3 separate regions of the Mus musculus genome follow, and regions 1 and 3 are each linked to region 2. The links are chromatin contacts, called in public HiChIP or PLAC-seq maps. All regions are on one chromosome and are shown on one strand. Each heading gives the region's core, a stretch centred on a gene start, on an enhancer-like site or on the middle of the called end of the contact. The rest is flanking DNA. Distances are from core to core; before and after follow the strand shown. Region 1 has its middle 49 kb from the start of Gm32098. Region 2 has its middle 15 kb from the start of Adrb3. Region 3 has its middle 63 kb from the start of 2310008N11Rik.

The links. HiChIP or PLAC-seq counts read pairs in DNA pulled down with a chosen protein or histone mark.
Region 1: a contact with region 2 is called in a FOXA1 HiChIP or PLAC-seq map of pancreatic cancer cells. The contact joins two enhancer-like sites. A contact is called at or near these places in 1 of 484 Hi-C or Micro-C datasets (the G1E-ER4 cell line), 1 of 115 datasets of contacts at active chromatin or transcription factors (pancreatic cancer cells) and 2 of 9 other capture datasets (liver and pancreatic islet).
Region 3: a contact with region 2 is called in a FOXA1 HiChIP or PLAC-seq map of pancreatic cancer cells. The contact joins two enhancer-like sites. A contact is called at or near these places in 1 of 115 datasets of contacts at active chromatin or transcription factors (pancreatic cancer cells) and 1 of 9 other capture datasets (liver).

The regions. Positions count from the first base shown.
Region 1 is chr8:26,745,582-26,748,916 of GRCm38.p6, forward strand. No RefSeq gene overlaps it. Among named protein-coding and RNA genes, the nearest start is that of Gm32098, 49 kb to the left of the region's middle. Within about 2 kb of position 1,865, at least 86 of the 459 cell types and tissues checked have an H3K27ac peak or open chromatin away from gene starts, as enhancers often do. A contact at or near this core is called in pancreatic cancer cells, where this site is marked.
Region 2 is chr8:27,243,106-27,246,099 of GRCm38.p6, forward strand. No RefSeq gene overlaps it. Among named protein-coding and RNA genes, the nearest start is that of Adrb3, 15 kb to the left of the region's middle. Within about 2 kb of position 1,591, at least 19 of the 459 cell types and tissues checked have an H3K27ac peak or open chromatin away from gene starts, as enhancers often do. A contact at or near this core is called in pancreatic cancer cells, where this site is marked.
Region 3 is chr8:26,885,722-26,888,807 of GRCm38.p6, forward strand. No RefSeq gene overlaps it. Among named protein-coding and RNA genes, the nearest start is that of 2310008N11Rik, 63 kb to the left of the region's middle. Within about 2 kb of position 1,605, at least 104 of the 459 cell types and tissues checked have an H3K27ac peak or open chromatin away from gene starts, as enhancers often do. A contact at or near this core is called in pancreatic cancer cells, where this site is marked.

The sequences.
Region 1 (3,335 bases), core at 615-3,114, 500 kb before region 2:
TGCACAGAGGTCACAGGTATTGCATACCGTCTTCAAGTTGTCCATCTGGGAAGGGTGAAAATAGAGTGCTTTAGTCGTTGTATTACAAAGCTTGTATTTCTAGGGGTGTTAATACCCTTGCCCTCAGAAGATGCATGGGTATGATTGTCAAGTGAATGCTTAAGTGTGTCCTGCTTCAGTAGCAGCATAGAGATTGTGCCCAAGAGGCAGGAGAACCAGAAACGGGTTGTTTGAACGAGGTATGTGGTGCCATTGTGCCTGAGTTAGATGCACAAGATGGCCATGCTCTGTCTGCGTTGCTGCCTAGGCCTTTGCAGCCAAAGCAGCAAAAATGATGGAAGCAGGGACCAAGTTCCTGATGTTTAGTGCAAGTGACCAGTTGGGCCAGCCGGCAAGACAAGGGCTTCTCTCTCTCGGGATACACAGAGTAGATGACAACCAGTCATCACGCCAGGGACCTCAAGTCAACGCACACATTTCTTCTTTCTGGTCTCCAACAAGTATGTCCTGCATTAGCTCCTCTGAAGCTCTCAATGGGCTGGCCTGACTCAGAAGGCAGAGCCACTCATCTTTGCCATCGGCACTGAGAGGATGCTGGAAGACAGTGAACATAGCACCTGGGTTGGGACCATCATCAAGGAGGGATAAAGGTGATCTGGTCTCTAACTTCAAGAAGCAGTCCAGCCGGACCAGCCTCGTTTCCTTAGCTGATCAACCCCGCCACCCTTTAACCGTCCCTGGAAAATAATAAATAGTACCTGGAAAATAATAAATAGTACCCAAATGCTTCTACTGTGAGGAGATATGAACCTCTGGTGAACACCAGAGAGAAATCAAAACACTTCTTCCCCAGTGTTTTGCCTCAGGCAGAGCCCTGTCTCTACCTGTCCCTGAAGAAGGCAACCTTCCAGTGACTCCCTTTTCTTCCCAACTATCAACACTTTCCCAAGATTATTTATTTATTTATTTATTTATTTATTTATTTATTTGATATTTTCTTTATTTACATTTCAAGTGTTATCCTCTTTCCTGGTTTCCCCCTCCCCCTGCTTCTATGAAGGTGTTCACACACACACACACACACACACACACACACACACACACACACTTCCCTGTCCTGGCATTCCCCTACACTGGGGCATCGAACCTTCACAGGACCAACAGCCTCTCCTCCCACTGATGTCAGACAAGGCCATCCTCTGCTACATATGCTGGTGGAGCCATGGGTGGCCCCATGTGTACTCTTTGGTTGGTGGTTTAGTCCCTGAGAGCTTTGGGGGGGCAGGTTCTGGTTGGTTGATATTGTTGTTCCTCCAATGGGGTTGCAAACCCTTAATAAAACTGAAACCTCTTCTCCCTCCCTCCCTCCCTCCCTCTGACTCCATGACAAACCTCTCTGACCTGTGTGGAAAAGCCTAACTCACTTCATTGCTCCCTGATATTTCTCCTGCCTGAGGGTTGTAATAGCCTTGTTATTAAAGGAGCGCCAGTCTCTTTCCCAGACTCCGCCCTTCCTCATTAGCATATTTTCTCAGGCTCAGCAGCCAAGGCAATATGGTGGCTATCGGTGATCTGTGGCCTTGGTCACTTACTTGATGGTAGGTATGGTAGCTATGACCCATTAAAAGCTCAGAAAGCCTGCTGGCTTGGGAGTGGGGCGCTGTTTCCCAGAACTCATCCCATGTTCTGCCTAGTTTACTGTAGCCAGGGACCTGCTGGGCCTGTAAGGCAGGGCCCTGGCCCACTTCACACATTGGGTATTTCCCAACAGGCACTCTTCTGGCTGGGAACTTAATCCTGCTGGAGCCTGGCTGGGAGTGCCCCACGGGCCCCCTCCCGAGGCCCGAGTTCACATTCACGGAGATTGCCACACTACCAGGCAGGCCCTGAATCACGATGGTGACTCACTTGTCAACCGATTTCTCTACAGAAACCTCTTAGCAGTTAATTTCTGGCTAATTTATTATCCTTCAGCTTAGCCCTACAGCGCCATTAGCTAGGCGCCTGACACGACTGAGTGAAATATTGTCTAATTTATTATCTTATTACTCCTCTGGAACAGGATCAATTAATTACCCATTAAAGTATTTCAGCTGCGGAGATTTATTAGCGGCCCTCTGCATTTTAACAGATGATTAGTTATACATGTTTGTTTGCTTGAAGAGCAGAGACTAGCAAATGAATCGGCCATGGCGAGGGGAAAGGATTCAGAGAGAGAGGGAGCCGGGTGCGGCAGCAGGCAGCTAATGGGGCTCCTCTGCCTGGCGAAAATGGAGCAGTCAGTGACAAGAATTATCGACTCATTCGCTTGCGGTTTTGAGATAACCATATGTACAGGGAAAGGGGAGGGGGGAGGAGAAAAAACCCTCACTCAACTGCTTTTTCCATTCAATAAATTCGCTTCAGAATATATTGGATTGGGGTTTGATGGCTATTTCGTGTTTTCCAGAGTGCTGACACTGGTATGATTCAGTAATTATTGTTTCTTTTAAGTTATTGCTGTAATTTTGCTCTCTAAGATCCCAATCAATTTCTGCCTCTCAAGGGCACGCTTGAAAAGCGATATTTGAAAACAGCCCTCTGATAGATTGTGCTGCGAGACAGTGGCTGAGACAAATAGCCTAATCTGGCACAAATTAGCTTGGCTTCCACAGATAGTTTTATACAGCAATGTAAATTATATTGTCAGGCCCAGTCACTTTCCTGCTTAGAGTGCAGCTAACAAGGAACCATGGAGACGTGATTGGTGCGGCTGAGCCCTCCCAGGGCTGCTGCAGAGCCATTTGTAAGGAGAGAGAGAGAGAGAGAGAGAGAGAGAGAGAGAGAGAGAGAGAGAACGGGTACACATCAGCGCCTTGGGTTAACAAAAGCAAGGTGGTCCAGTGTGCTAGAACAGGAGGTGTGGATTGGACAAGCTCTGAACACTCCAGGCAGCACAGAACTAAACCATTGGAAGGAGATGCTCTGGAATGTGGGTTGAGCTGGTCCAATCCCTGGGAGAGATGCAAGACAGAAACAGTGCTCTGTTGGTAAGTATCGGCAGAGAGGCCACGACCAACCACAAACTCCTCTGCTCCAAGAGAAATAAATGGTTTCAAGGGGTCTGGGTCAGGCAGGAATGAGATGTGCTGAGCGAGCTGAGCTGAAGGGAAGACTGTGCTGAACAGAACTGGAGGAAAATGTGCTGAGCAGATCAGCCAGCTGGCTGTGCTGACCATCACGCGGGGGGGGGGGGGGGTGAGGGTAGAACGGGAACGGCCTGGCAGGATGCACCAACCAGCACAGGGCAGGCATCCTCCCAGCGTCTACTCTGCCTTTACTCCAAGTGGGTTCCT
Region 2 (2,994 bases), core at 341-2,840:
GAAAAAGAGCAAGAGCTGGGTACAAAGATGGGTGAAGGCGATCTTAATGGTGTAAATACAGAGGTGAGTGTGCAGCTTGCTGTAAATATTCCTGCAGGGCTTGACCGCTCCTAAAACAGATCTGAGCTCTCCGGGCGTCCCAGGGGCTAGCCCTTTTAAGTTCATTTTGATGTTTGTTGATCGCTCGACTTTGTGTAGACCAGTGGGTAGCCTGTCTGGGATTGCTATGGTTTGGAAGTGAAATGTTCCCCCTAAGCCAGTGTGTTAAGAGCTTGGTCCTCAGCCTGTGGTACTACCTGGAGGTTCTTGAACTTTAAAGAAAGGGAGACTAGTTGGAAGCAGCTAGGTCACTGAGTGTAAGCCCTTGATGGGGATATTAGGACCCTGGCTCCTTCATGTTTCTTTTAGCTTCATGGATACCATGAGGTAAATAGGTGCCCCCTACCACGTACTTCTACCATGATATACTGCCTCGCTACAGGGCTAAAGCAATATGGCCCTGTAACCATGACTGAATCCTCCAAAACACTAAGAGAAATTCAACTTCCCACCCTTATGAGTTTGCTTCTCTTTCCTCGTCACAGCCACTAAAAGCTAGCACGGGGGCTCACTCGTCCTTGCTGGGAAAACTCAGGCTGATGTTGGGGGCTTCTTGGGGAGGCCTTGGTTTCTCATGTGGTGAATCAGGTGCACCCCACTTACCAGGAGCTCCACATGGAGTGCATGTGGAGCTCTGAGGCAGCTGTCAGACATCTCTACCTTCTGACACTGGGTGCAGATAAGAATGAGTCTAACCTCAGTAATGTTGCAACCTAAGTGGGCAATTGATGTTTCTTGGCTTGCTTCCGAGAATCCCTCAGGAATTCTCCTGAGAAGTAGGGGATGGGAGAGAGAGGGAGGGGAAGACACACACACACACACACACACAGAGGCAGACAGAGACAAAGAGATAGACAGAGACAGACACACACACATATACAGAGAGACAGAGAGACAGACAGACAATCTTCTTCCAATGCCTGTCCCAACCTTTCCCCGTATTTCATGCCAGCAGACCATTGTGTCCAACTGTTCCTCTACCAGAAGAGATCTTCCCCAGGGACCACTGTCTTTTCTGCTCTCAGGCCTGAGCATGACAAGGCTGTGGTAAACCAGAGGCTGGCATCTGGGAGAGGTCAGCTGGGGGATGCAGACTTCAGCTGCTTAATGTTAGCAACTGCTTACATGTTTGTCAGGAGCTTTTTCTAGTCTGTCCAAGGACGGGGAGTGTGTGTAGATACTGTGGAGGGATAGCTTGGGGATCCTGCAGAGTGTCTTAGTTAGGGTTTTACTGCTGTGAACAGACACCATGACCAAGGCAAGTCTTATAAAGGATGTTTAATTGGGGCTGGCTTACAGGTTCAGAGGTTCAGTCCATTATCATTAAGGTGGGAGTATGGCAGCATCCAGGAAGGCATGATACAGGAGTTGCTAAGAGTTCTTCATTTTCATCTGAAGGTGACTAGCAGAATACTGACTTCCAGGCAGCTAGGGTGAGGATCTTAAAGGCCATGTCCACAGTGACACATCTACTGCAACAAGGCCACACCTCCTAATAGTGCCACTCCCTTGGCCAAGCATATTCAAACCATGACACAGAGCAATTGGGAGTGTACTGGCTAGTTTTGTGTCAACTTGACACAGCTGGAGTTATCACAGAGAAAGGAGCTTCAGTTGAGGAAATGCCTCCATGAGATGCAACTGTAAGGCATTTTCTTAATTAGTGATCAAGGGGGAAAGACCCCTTGTGGATGGGACCATCTCTGGGCTGGTAGTCTTGGTTCTATAAGAGAGCAGGCTGAGCAAGCCAGGGGAAGCAAGCCAGTGAAGAACATCCCTCCATGGCCTCTGCATCAGCTCCTGCTTCCTGACCTGCTTGAGTTCCAGTCCTGACTTCCTTTGGTGATGAACAGCAGTATGGAAGTGTAAGCCAAATAAACCCTTTCCTCCCCAACTTGATTCTTGGTCATGATGTTTGTGCAGGAATAGAAACCCTGACTAAGACAGGGAGTATTCACAAAAAACAGCAACAAAGGGAAGACCTGTGGTGAGATGATTCACTCAGCTGCTATGCTGTGCTGGTTCCAAGGCAGCCACTGCTTCTGTGGGGGTTTTCGTGACCAATCACTGATCATTTCGGGCTATTATTATTATTATTATTATTATTATTTTGGCTTGATTTGGCTTGCTTCCTTTTCTGCTAGCATATATCAACCTCCAGATTAGAAATCAGTGCCATCGCAGCGATGCCACTGGAGACCAGTGCAGTGTCTTGTGGCACGGAGTTTGGCTACTCTGCTTTATGTTCCAAATACAGGTCACACTTCTGCTGCTCACCCAGCAGCTCCCTGGATCCGTGAATAGAAAACACACATTAGCTTATTTTTAATATGCTGCCCTGGTCAGTGGCTGAGCAGTTCTAATCCTCAGCCTGGTACCCTAGGCCCAATCAGGGAGGTGACCAGTAGCCACTTACCTGAATTTTTACATGGCTTGTTGGCTCTTTCTCTTACAGCTCTAAATCTGATCAGTCTCCTACCACATCATGGCGATCCTCTGTCTCCTTTTCCCCAGTTCCTAGCCATTGCAAATCTAAAGGACCTACCCTGTCTCCCTTTGTTCAGCCATTGGCTGCTGGCACCTTTACTGATCAATCAAAAACCAATTGGGGGCAAGGACCTTTAGTGTTTGGACATTCAGATTCTCCATTAAATCAAAACATTAGAAACTGATCACCAACATCTCACCTCTGTCCAAATAAAAAAGTTTTTCTCTCAGGCATGAATTGAGTACAACCATAACAATGATGTAACTTGCAGAGTATGATATACAATTAGCATCCAGTCCATATTTGTCAACAAGATAAAGTACTCTACCATCATATCCTAACTAAAGACCTTAAAATTCTATACCTGAGTTATGTTTTGATTTTAGCCTGTATCACCATCTGAAAAC
Region 3 (3,086 bases), core at 355-2,854, 360 kb before region 2:
GAGAGGGTGCAATCAGGCAAGCATGCTTGAGAAGGGGGACAGATGATGAGGCTGAGGCCAACTCTCTGTTGACCTTCCAAAGCAGCGGGTGTCTTCTGGGATCCCTGGCTAGCAGGACAATGGACTGTGCATGCACCTGAAAGCACAGTGGGACAAAGCAGGTCGTTGGCCCTAGGTCCTCAGCAGCCTCCATTTCCACAGGCCCGGGGCACTTGGCAGGTACCACTGAGCTATACCCCTAACCTTTGATTAACACACACACTGGAGGATTGCCACCATCCAGGGATGGAGGGCATCTGTTGGACAGTTTGCCTTCTCAGCCCCACCCTGAGATGGTCCTCTGTCTGCTCAGCCTCCTAGAACAAGACACACAGACACTGTCCTGAGCAGCCCTCCTTCCTGAAGTTCTGGGTGAGCCTTCCCAACTCAGTCAAGACATTCACAGTTACACATTTTACAGAGACAGAAATTGAGAGTCAGTGACGTCAGCCAACCTACCCTAGATACACAAGGAGATGAAGTGGCAAATCTAGAGAGTAAACCCCAGACCCTGAAGTTCTAAAGCCTCTGTTTTCCTGGGACAGCACCCCCAGTTTCCCATCATGCTTTTCTCTCCCAGTGCTTTTGAAGGTGCTTTCCAGTTTTGTTTGGTTTTGTTCTCTTGCTTCTTTACAGTTCCATAACCCCTTTGACGACTTTGCTTTGCTTCATTTTTTGGTTGTTACTGGGTTCTTTTGCAGTATTGAGATGGCCCCAGGACCTTGTGCGTGCTAGGCAAGCCTTCTTTCTGCCCCTGAGCTCTATGTCAACCTGGATTTCTGAGCTTCCGGGTCTGGCCTAATGAGTCCTCTGACCATCCCCTTACTCACCAACAGGATACTGCTCTGTCTACTGCATCACCCTCCGGGTCTGAGATACGCTTGCAAAATTGTTCTCTCTCAAGGGCCTGCCCATCCTAGGAAACCTGCCCTGTTTAATGTTGAGACACCGTCCCCACCCCCACCCAAGTGAGGGCCCAGGCTATAATGCCAGGCCTCCTGGAAATACCTCCAGGTTTTCAGAGCAATGGTAACACAGAGCGATTGACCTTCACTTTCCTTTTTCTAAGCTGAGGATATAAATGGGCACATCCCTAGGCTCTGTCTGCAATCCGATGAGTTAACACGGCAGAGTCTACTCATGGTTACTACACTGCACGTTGCTGAACAAAAGCAGATGCCTACGGGCCTTCAAATTTTTAAGTCACGGGACAGAAACCCAGTCACAGCTCAGCAAATTCTAAGACAGAAAAAGTAACTTCCTCCCAAAGTCAGAGTTATACCACGGAGTGTGAGCGTACAGCCCTTGAATACCTCTAAGGACGGGGACCTCACTGCCTATCAGGGAGATTATCCCACTATTAAGTACATTTTATTTTGTTGTATCCTTCAATCTGATACAGCTTCCACCTCCAGCCCCAAGTCCTGCTCCCTCCCCCTGACAGCTGAGGTCCACATTCTTCACACTCTACCCTGGGCAGCCCCGGCTGTGTAGGGTGATTCAGAGTGGTTTCCAGGGTAATGGAAACAAACCTGGCACATTCCTCTCGGTGCCTGCACCTTCCCTCTCCAAGCCTCAGGGCCAGCATACCAGTAAGCAGCCTTGCTGACAACTCCCAGGCCACACCGTTCAGCCTGGGGTGGGGCCTGGTGACAAAGCAGAGCAGACAGTAAGCTTCATGGATGTCCTCAGAGCACGTCCTAAATCAGGGGAGGGAGCTGCCTAGAGTCTGCCGTAATGCCACAGGACAGTCAGGGGGGCTGGGTGCAGGCTTATGGGTGTGCATCTGTAGGAGACATGAAGATGTCTTCAGGCCATTTTTAAGGGCTTCCAGTTCGGGGTTAAGTATTGCTATCTTGCTCCGTTCCTTCATGCAAGGAAAAGTTGATGGGAGAAATAAGACTTGCAAAGCTTGATGTGAATGGGGCTGGCAGACTTTTATGGTAGGGAGGGAACATACCAGGGAGACTGAAGTTTCTGGCAAATGAAAGACAGGGCATGACGGGTCAAGTCTGCCAGTCAAACTCCTCCGCCTCTCAGCCTGACTGCAGAGATTAAGGGCGAGATGACTAGAACTTGATACAGGGCCTGCCACACACCAAGCACTGCCCCTAAAACAACCTAGTTGAATTTGTTCAATCCCACCCACATTCTGAGAGAGGTGGCTGTGATCCTCATTCACAAATAAAAAGATTGGGTTGGAGAGAGGGGCTGCTGTCTGCCTAAAATCACATAGCTAGAAAGTGAAGTATCAAATCATTCCTACTGTAGGACCAGACCACACTCCCTCCTGGTGCTATACATGGCCTGAGGGCCCTAGCGTCAGGCTAGAAGTTAGTCCAAATATGCATACACATGCACGTGAGCACACATGTCTGTAGGTTCACAGAGTCTAGCCTGAAACCAGGGCCTTGGAGCAGGCTGCAGGAAAGCAAGCTGCATTGAGGTTAGGAACCTCAATGGGTTTCAACCAGTCCTTATACTCTGCCTTTCAGTTCCTCTCTGACCTTCAGTTCCTTCCTCTGTCAAGTGAAGGTACCAACACCCACCTTTCCTGTGTCTGGGCAATGAGTCACTATTTGTAAATAAGTCACAAATGTGGAGGAGCTGCAAAGAGTCTAGACAGGCCATGAGAGGCCAAGGCGTGGATGAGGAAAACCTTGGCTCAGTGTACCAACACACCTCTGTCATTACAGCCTTCGGGATGCTGAGGCTGGAGGATCTTGAACTCACAGCCCAGTCTGGGAAACAGAGTGACGTTTATCCCAAAAGAAGTGTTTTTAAATGGGGGGTGGGGGGTGGGGGGCGGGGGGGTGGCAGTGTTTCCAGGTGAAACTTTCCCAGCCTTTCCAAGGCAAAACAGGCTGGAAAACAGAAAGAAAACCAGACTGCGGTCTTCAGGGCTTCTCTGGGGCAGTTCCGGGTTTTCCCAGTTGTTTAGAGGTGTTAGGCTAAAGGTTCTAGGCTGCTCATTATTCCCTGAATCACTGTGCCGAAGGGCAGGGTGGACAGGGTCCAGCCTCCTTCCCGCTGGTGGCCTCAGAGGA